Linked DNA regions of Sus scrofa: all the other regions are linked to region 3. The links are chromatin contacts, called in public Hi-C maps. All regions are on one chromosome and are shown on one strand. Each heading gives the region's core, a stretch centred on a gene start, on an enhancer-like site or on the middle of the called end of the contact. The rest is flanking DNA. Distances are from core to core; before and after follow the strand shown. Region 1 overlaps PALM2 (paralemmin 2). Region 2 overlaps PALM2 (paralemmin 2). Region 3 has its middle 98 kb from the start of PTPN3.

Evidence for each region. A called contact is a pair of places that touch in the nucleus more often than the background predicts.
Region 1: a contact with region 3 is called in a Hi-C map of heart right ventricle, with 5 times the contacts expected there. The contact joins two enhancer-like sites. A contact is called at or near these places in 2 of 47 Hi-C or Micro-C datasets (fetal heart ventricle and heart right ventricle).
Region 2: a Hi-C map of heart right ventricle shows a contact between it and region 3, with 2.2 times the contacts expected there. The contact joins two enhancer-like sites. A contact is called at or near these places in 2 of 47 Hi-C or Micro-C datasets (embryonic fibroblasts and heart right ventricle).

The regions. Positions count from the first base shown.
Region 1 is chr1:250,916,232-250,919,127 of Sscrofa11.1, forward strand. The region is part of intron 3 of PALM2 (paralemmin 2); the gene reads left to right. Among named protein-coding and RNA genes, the nearest start is that of PALM2, 94 kb to the left of the region's middle. Within about 2 kb of position 1,405, at least 7 of the 83 cell types and tissues checked have an H3K27ac peak or open chromatin away from gene starts, as enhancers often do.
Region 2 is chr1:250,851,127-250,853,826 of Sscrofa11.1, forward strand. The region is part of intron 1 of PALM2 (paralemmin 2); the gene reads left to right. Among named protein-coding and RNA genes, the nearest start is that of PALM2, 28 kb to the left of the region's middle. Within about 2 kb of position 1,320, at least 4 of the 83 cell types and tissues checked have an H3K27ac peak or open chromatin away from gene starts, as enhancers often do.
Region 3 is chr1:250,679,348-250,682,219 of Sscrofa11.1, forward strand. No RefSeq gene overlaps it. Among named protein-coding and RNA genes, the nearest start is that of PTPN3, 98 kb to the left of the region's middle. Within about 2 kb of position 1,609, at least 19 of the 83 cell types and tissues checked have an H3K27ac peak or open chromatin away from gene starts, as enhancers often do.

The sequences.
Region 1 (2,896 bases), core at 155-2,654, 240 kb after region 3:
ATTAAGAGCAATGTAGCCTTGAAATGATGACATCAAGGTGACAAGAAAGGAAGACGAGAACTCAGTACAATGGATAAATCGAGCATCAGATTCTTTGTACAACTTTTCACGGGCAATGTCCATATGGCCCTGTCCATTGATTATATTCTTGGCTCACTAGAAACCAGAAGTAAAATGGACAAAAAAAAAAAAAAAAAGCTGGAATTATTGAAAGCAAAGTTTGAATGAGATATTTTTCTTTTTAAAACATTTTGAATGTTTGATCTTCTGTGTGCTCTATTTCCCATTGGGGTGGGATATTGGGAAAACCCAAAGGATTGTTCTGGCTTGGGCCCATCATCAACCATTTGTCCACACCATCATTGGATGTGGTGGGTCCCTGGAAGTCACTGGCAGACCACATCTGGATTTCCCATTGATGCTTTTGGAAATTTTAGGCAATTAGATCCACACTAGTCTGTCTCCGTAGTGTCTTCTCCAATTAAAAAGCCTTATCACTCACCTTGTGGTTTTCCCTTCTAAGATTCTCTAATTTCACCAGGTTTTATTTCAATGTTTGCTCTTAACTTTTTTTGGTGAGAAATACAGTGAAAATTTGTCTCTCCCCTCCCCTGCCTCGGAATTACCCCAGTGAGGATGAGAGACCTCAGAGCAGTAAATGAAAATAGAACAAACTGTTGCAAAGCCAAGGTGCTGATTCTAGCTCTGCCAGTAATTTGCTGTGTGACTTTGAGCAAGTCTCTCATCCTCTCTGGTCTCAGTTTCCTCATCTTCTCAGCAAGGCATCTCTCAGGATCTTCCAGCTGCAGTACTCTGGGATGCTCTAATTTGGCTAGGGAGCCCTCTTTGAGCAAATATACCTGTGCAGAGAAATGTACTATTGCAGAAGGAAGTAGTTTTGGAGACAGGCCAGAAACAGGAAAAGAGATTAAGTTATCTTAGAAACAAAAGCCCTGTGTGTAACTGACTCATCCCAGAGGTGACTAATTCATCTGAACAGCGTCAGTTCTAAAATATGTCACATCAAAATATTCATTAAATAAAATATTACATCTCGGTTGCTAACCCAGAGAGGGCCATGCAGCTTTTTAGAAAGAAAATTCAAGATGCAAGGGGTTTGGCTCATCTCTGCTTCCGACTCAAGATTCTTCGAGTGCCTCTGTTGGTCTCTGATGGACACCAGAATTCATTTCATTTTCCACATTCTTGAGAGGCTCAAAGCAGAAGACGGGCGACATCAGGCATAAGCATGTGTGTGTTATTTTATGGGATTTTGGCAACCAAGAAGATGACAGCCACCCACAAATAGCCTTTCTAGAAAAGGCAGCCACCGCAATGTTCCTTGGAATCACAAGGACACTTGCTCAGAATTCAGTGTGTTCTTTTTGCCTGCTAATTTTAACTCAGCTACACTGTTCTTTCTCGGCAGGGCATGGAGCATGCCACATTGGCTTTCCACGTCTGTGCCCTTCCAGCACATTTGGCGAGTCCTGATCTCATTCCTATTCTTTTTGGTTCTCCAAAAGAAATCTCTATATACTATAAACCGTATGGTGACATAATGATAGCACTAGATCATCTAATATTCATTGGTCTCTTACTCTGTCCTGGGTACTAACCTTGCTCTGGGGCCTCCTTAAATTCCTGAATATTCTTCTTTCATTCCCAGCACGTTCCCTCAGAGTAATGGTGATGATAATGATGCTCATTTTATACCCGGGAGAACCGAGGCTTAGGAGATAAAGTAATTTGCTGTTCCAAATGCCCCCTTAAGAAGTGAAAGAGCCAGCATTTGGCTCCAAAGCATATTCTCCAGAATCCCAAGAGTTGCTCTTCAAAACTAAAAATCTCTGAGACCTGTGATATTCATTGAGATCAACTAAAGTTTACCTCATGGTTTAAGTGGATGGACAGGTAAACGTGCTCCTTCCTCCTCAGCCCCCATAAATGCCTCTTTAGGAAGCAAATGGGCAGAGACCTGGCAGGTGCTGGGCTTGGATCCAAAGTGAGTGGTCATCATGACTGGGGAGGCTGCCCCCTTCAGGCTGTTTCAGGAAGGACAGGTTCTATTTTTCAGATTTGGTTCCTTTCCTTCTCTCACTAAGCCCTTTGCTTGTGAGTACACTTTCTCGGCTGTATACAGCTTAAATCTCTGCTGGAAGTGATGCAGAGTTGAGTAAAGGGCTCCCAGCATAGCATACTGCTTAGGAACCTGGACCTTGGAATTTAATTGACCTTGGTTTGAGCCCTAGTTCTGAATTTACAGGTTGTTTGATCCTGGATAAGCCATGTAACCTCTCTGGACTTGAATTTCCTCACCCGTATGCTGGGGATAGCAATGCCCATTCTGAAGAGTTGTTGTCATATGTGGAGATTATGTGCATTTGTGAAGTGCCAAGTACAGTAGGCTGTCAGGAGGTAAGAGTAGTGCTATTGTTATTGTTTTCTCTATCCTTTTAGAGAGAGTTCCCATGAGTAACACTATTGACATTTTGGGCCAGATGATCATTTGTTGTGGGTGGCTGTCCTGTGCTTTACAGGATATGTAGCAGCTTCCTGGCCTCTACCAAGTAAATGCCAGTAGCACCACCCTCCACCTCTAGTCAATGACAATCAAAGTATCTTCAAGTGTGGCTGAGTATCTCCTAGGGGACACAAAATAGCCCCCAATTGAGAACCCCTGCTCTAAAGCCCAGAATTACAAGTGTTAATACTAAGATAAAAAATAAATAACCCCATCAAGTAGCTTCAGAATACAGAACCCTAAAAAGATTTATGAAGATAACATTAATGATTTTCAGTGAAGAATGACATGAAGTGTTTCAGTTGCTTGAAATAGGAGGCGTCTCTCAAACGCTGAGCCATGAAAGTCAGTTCTGCATTAAAAAGTAATGGT
Region 2 (2,700 bases), core at 70-2,569, 170 kb after region 3:
CTTCCTCCAAGATAATATTTAGATGCCACATAAACAGCCTATCATCCTAGAGGTGAAATCATAGAACTTGGTAGTTTCTCCCTCATTTTTGAACAATCATGATTATTTATGCAGTAGTAATGGAATCAAGCAGTGATCATTTGACTTTTTTTTGCCGTTGAGGTTAATTTGTCAATTTCCTGCCAGCCTTCCGTTACCTCGAGTACGCATTTTCCTGGTTAGCTGACAAATCAAAATTCTAATGATGACAGTGCCAAGAGGCCTTGGCAGAGTTTATTTCTGTGGATTTTTCCCCAAGTCATAATTGGTTGATTTTTTTCCTTAAGATTTTCCAGGACAAAGGATTTTTTATTTTTATTAACATCTTTTTTTTTTCCCCAAACAAAATGTGAAATGTGCAAAGAAGTGAAGAGAATGAAATCATCTAAAAGTACCTGCTGTGGGGGGCTGAATATTTTAACCTTCTAACAGGGGAAAAAATGTCCATAATCTCAACAGCTAACAAATTTGTGGGATTTTCTTGACATCAGTTTTATGTAGGTATAATTAGACTCCATTTAAATTTCCCTTTGAGCTTTTTCACTTACCATTTGCATGGGAGTTCCCTGGTGGCCTAGTGATTAAAGGACCTGGTTGTGTTACTGCCATGGCTTGGGTAAATGCCATGTTACGGATTCAGTCCCTGACCTGGGAATTTCCATATGCTGTGGGTAGAGCCAAAAAACAAAAAACAACCAACAAAAAACCATTTGCATGAATGTGTTCTCATGCTGTTATAAACTTTTCATAAATACAGTTTTAATTGACTGTGTAATCATTAGTTAGGAGTACATTTGGCCGTGAGTACCAGAAAAGCTGAGAAACAATAGCTTAAGAAGTATTTTAGTTTCAAAGAAGAAATTGGGACAATTAAGGGAGCTCTTGGGTTAAGGGACTTCTCATTGAAGGCATAAGGAACTGTTGATGCTCTCGTGCTCTTTGGGGAGTCTGGGTCACATGACTGCCCTCACTCAAAAAAAAAAAAAAAAAAAAGTCTGGGAAGGTGAGTTGCTAACTTTTCCAGCCTCTGTAGTGGAGAAATGCAGGTTTCTTAAAGTGGTCAGAATTCGAATTACTGTATCAAAGGGCAATGGATTTTTTTTTTTCTTCAAAATTCCAGTTTGATTGCTTACCTGGCAAGTGACAGGATTTAAAGAGAATCAGCTTGCTCTGTTTATGACCATCTAATTTGGTGCTGGAGCACAAATGTACAACCAGTCATGAAAGTTGCATCAAAACCAAGACCAGTAGATATCAGTTTCAGGGAGGCAGCTGTCAACACAAGATAAGGAGAAATTCCTCAGCGTTTAGAGCTGGCCCAGTTTGGAATGAACTGCCTCATGGGATGGTGAGTAGCTTGCCCCAAAATGCAGAGACTGGACAGATAGTTGGTATGTGGGCAGAAGAGGTAATTTATGGATCAAGTGAAGTGGACCAGGTGACCTCTAACATCTGTACATCTCCATGATCAGAAGGTTAGGATACGTTTGCTGAACTGCTTCCCAAAGCACCTAGGGTATTGGCTGTGTGGTGAGCCTTGCTCCAGTGTTGCTTGTTAGTTACTGGAAGTGTAGCTGGTAGAGTGATTGATTGCCTGACATGGAGCCATTTATCTCCGAGGCTCCAGGCTCTAGTGCTGTAGGAAAGCCCTGTCTTAGGTTCGGGGCCAGCCATTGCCTGTCCCCTAAACCAGCCTCATCCAAAGTTACACATCTTTTTTGCCTTACTGCCTGGTAACATGACAATTATTTTTCTCAAGGCCATGGCATCCCCTTTTGTGTGCCCACAAAATGTGTTATGTTCCTCGTGGGGAAAACAGTGTGGACATGATCTTGTCATTACTCAATAATAAAATGAGAAACATAAAAACCATCATCCCTTTGATCTATTTGCAAAATGAGCCTACTAAATGGAAAGTTTCATTAATTCAACTCATTTTCTGTGAACAATTTAAAGCTATAAAGTCAGGTATGATCTATCAACAAGTGAGTCTAAGTTTATGTGATTCAGGCAGCATAGATTTTTTTTTTTTAGCATCTCCTACGTGGTAGACACATTTGTGGGTGCTCAAGATGCCAGAGTAAATACAACATGGTCTTTGACCTCATGGGGCTTGCATTTGTGGTGGTGGTGGTGGGTGGGAAGGGTGAGACAATTTACAATTAGATGAATAGAAATAGAAAGAGGAACAGCTTACAAATAGGCAAATGAGTAGCATGTGCTGTGTTGGTTTGTAGTATGGGGACTAGGGGACTAGGCGGGAATGCCTTTATTGGATGGTCAAGGAACCCTTTCCCAACAAGATGATGTTAGAACTGTGACATATAATGGAGGAGTGAGCCACGTGGGCAGCTGGGGGAAGTACACCCCTGGCAGAAGGCACAGTGAGAACATCCTTGGTGTGTTCAAGAAGCAGAAACACATAGATACAAAGATCAGGTTAGTTACCAGATTGGAAGGGAATTGATGGGTGGGTAAAGGGTTAAGTGGATGAAAGATGGTAAAAACTAGATTTATGGTTGTGATTGTTTTATGGTATGTGCTGATGTATAACTCTGTACACCTGGAACTTATATAATGTCGATGATGAGAATAATAATTAAAAGCAGCAGGAAAGCCAGTGTGGCAGGAGCAGAGTGGTGAAGGAAAGTGCTAGGAGAT
Region 3 (2,872 bases), core at 359-2,858:
GGGTTTTATGATCTCCAAATTCACACTGGATTCTCTGAATGGAAACCTGGAGAAGATCTAGAATCTCTTTCCACGGAACATCTGTGAATCGTCACTGGGTTTTACTTTGTGGCTTACTTTCCAGAGGGAAAGGGAGTGAATCTACGCAGAACACTTGGCATTGGTCTCCTTTTAGTCCCTCGAATGGGTAGAGCTCTTTCCCATGTAGAGCCACCAAACAAGCTGATGGCCAGTTAGAATGCCCTTCCCCCTGTGGCTTATGCCTGCTTATGTGTCCCAGTCCTCCCCCCTCCTAAAGCCAGCCCCTTCAGAGGGCCCTTTCTTCAACACCTTCCCTTCACTGGTCCACTTGCCTTTGATTCTCCATCAAAGTATTTTTTTTTCAAACTGCTGTAATAAGATTTAATTCAAACACCAGAAAATTCCCCCAGGATGTACAATTTAAGAGTTAGGACATTCAAGAGTTGTGCCAGCATCACAAATTAATTTTAAAACATTCATTTTACTACTTAATTCTTAGAGCAATATCTTCAGCCTGTGCTGTTATGTTTGTTTAGTTTTTTTCTTTCTCTATGCTTTGTCCTTCTACGTTAGCCAGTGAGCCCCATCAGGACAGGGACTGTGATGGCAATGCATAGGGTTGCGTCCTAAGCTCCTAGCAGAAACCTACTCACAGAGGAGCCAGGCAGAAAGATACAGTGAAAGCCTGAAGCTTGCCTCATCGACGCTTCCCTGCAGCAGGTGCGGGGCACCTGGATGGGAGCCTGATTCCCACTCGGGAAAACTTGAGGAGGAGAGGATTCTCAAAGGGAGTGTAGGGGGGGAATGTATGCCCTGGGGAGGCTTGTAACTGTGAGGTGGGGCCGTGGTAAATTGGGAAAACATCTTCAGTATAGCTATTGTTTTCAGAGAACCAACTAGGGAAAGTAACGCTGGGCAGTATCTTTCTGGCAGGCGGGGATGCGCCAAATGTAGAGTGATAAAGAAGGGCGTGAGGTCGGCAGTGATGGAGCACCGCATTAACGCGCCACAGCGCAGGTGGACTTTTCCCTCAGAAACTCAGACAGATACCCGCTGAGCTGGCACAATGGCGTTTCCGAAACTGTGCCCAACCTATTGGGGGCAGCACTTGATACTTGCAGAGGCCAGACGCGTCTTTCGCCTGCAACTTCCAAGCCGCAAGAGCTGCAACCTTGCCAATGACTCAATTTTCCCTGCGCCCTCTGGGCTGTGCCACCCGCCGCAGCCGCGCATCTCCCCCTCCTGACAGCCCCCGGCGTCTCAGAGAAGCAGCGCCCTTCCCAGGGGAGCCGCCGGCGCACCTGGCGCCTCGGGCGCCAGGGCCCTTCGCGCGGGTGGCCACACAGCCCCGCGCGCAGCTGCCTGCGCTCTCCCTCCCCAAACACTTAAGTGGAGTGGCTTGTCTAGCGCCCAGCGAACAACATTATCCAATTGCTTCCCGTTTTATTCGCAGGCTGGGAGCTGAGAGAGCCTGAGCGTTCACTTTCAACCCTCAAGGGGAGGAGGGGGTGCGGGCTGGGAGGAGAGACGCTCCCGGCTCCACCTCGCGCGCGGCGCGGCCAGAGCGCCCGGCCCCGGCAGAGGCGAACAGCGCCGGTGAGCCCCGCAGCAGTGCGCCTGGCAGCCCGGAGCACCGCGATGGAGTGAGTATCCCCGCACAGCGCGCGCGGCTTGCCAGCTTTCCCCTTCCTACGTTGCCATGGCGACCAAGGCAGCAGGAGAATCCGGCTCGGGTCCTGGTCTCGGAAGGGTGTTTAATTTCAGCCCGGCGTGTAAGCCTAGCGTTTCTATAGCAGCAGCCGCTGCAGCAGGAGCTAAGGGCTAGGAACCCCGGGATGCGTGGTTTTGGCCGCTGCCCCTTGGCCAGCAGGGCCTCGGCGGGGAAACGGTGTTCCTAAGGAGGGAGGCATGTTCTAGGCTTCCCTGTCCCTGCCTCAAGCTTCCGCCACTCAGGGAGTTGGCCGCAATAGCCATTACTTCCGATTCGTAACCATGTCAGCATTATTGGACTGCAGTTTTTTTTTTTTTTTTTTTTTTTAAGCGCGGGGGAGGTGGTCACTGCGGATCAGAACCAAATGTGGCTCGGTGTGAAGTCGTGTAATGGAAAGATGATGAGTTAGTGGGTAACATGAGCCAGAGCTGCAATGCCCTGGCTACCAGAAACCATGAGGATCCCCTCCCCCAAATAACTGATTTGTTTCTGGGGTAATTGAGAAAGGAGATAGAATCTTAGGACCAGCAGCCCAGGTTGAATTACAACGTTTGGCATCGTGGGTACCGAGTGGGAGGGGTGGGCAGGAGAGGGCATGAAGGCAAGAGGGGCGTTAACCAGAAAACGACACAATAAAGGGCTCCGATGTGGGTTCGGACTGGGGTTCTTCTCTGTCTTTTTGGTCACTCTCCCAGGCTGCTGCTGCAGCAGAGCCACTCTGACAGGCGACAGGCTCCAAGAAAGGGTCATTTTGGGAGCCAGCTATTAGATACCTGGTCACTTGGTCATCATCTCCTCCTCCTGCTCTCTTCCCACGGATACTCCCTGACATTGAAGCTGTATGAAATCATAGTTCAGCCTGGAGATAATGTCCTGTTTTCAGGTATCAGGACTTTCATGCCAAACCCAATAAACCCTAGATGCAGCTTTCCTGCCCCACCCCCCCGCATATCTGATTGTGTACATGCAATTGAATCCTCACCATCAAGGCTGCTGAAGCAGAAGTGAGAGATGGTGTGGCATTTTGGCAATGACGAGTTGTAGATTTCAACCTCCACCTTGGCTGGTCCTAGTGTTGTTGATTTCCTACCCCAGTAATTTTGATGTCTCTAAGCCTCAGTTTTCCCATCATACAGTGGA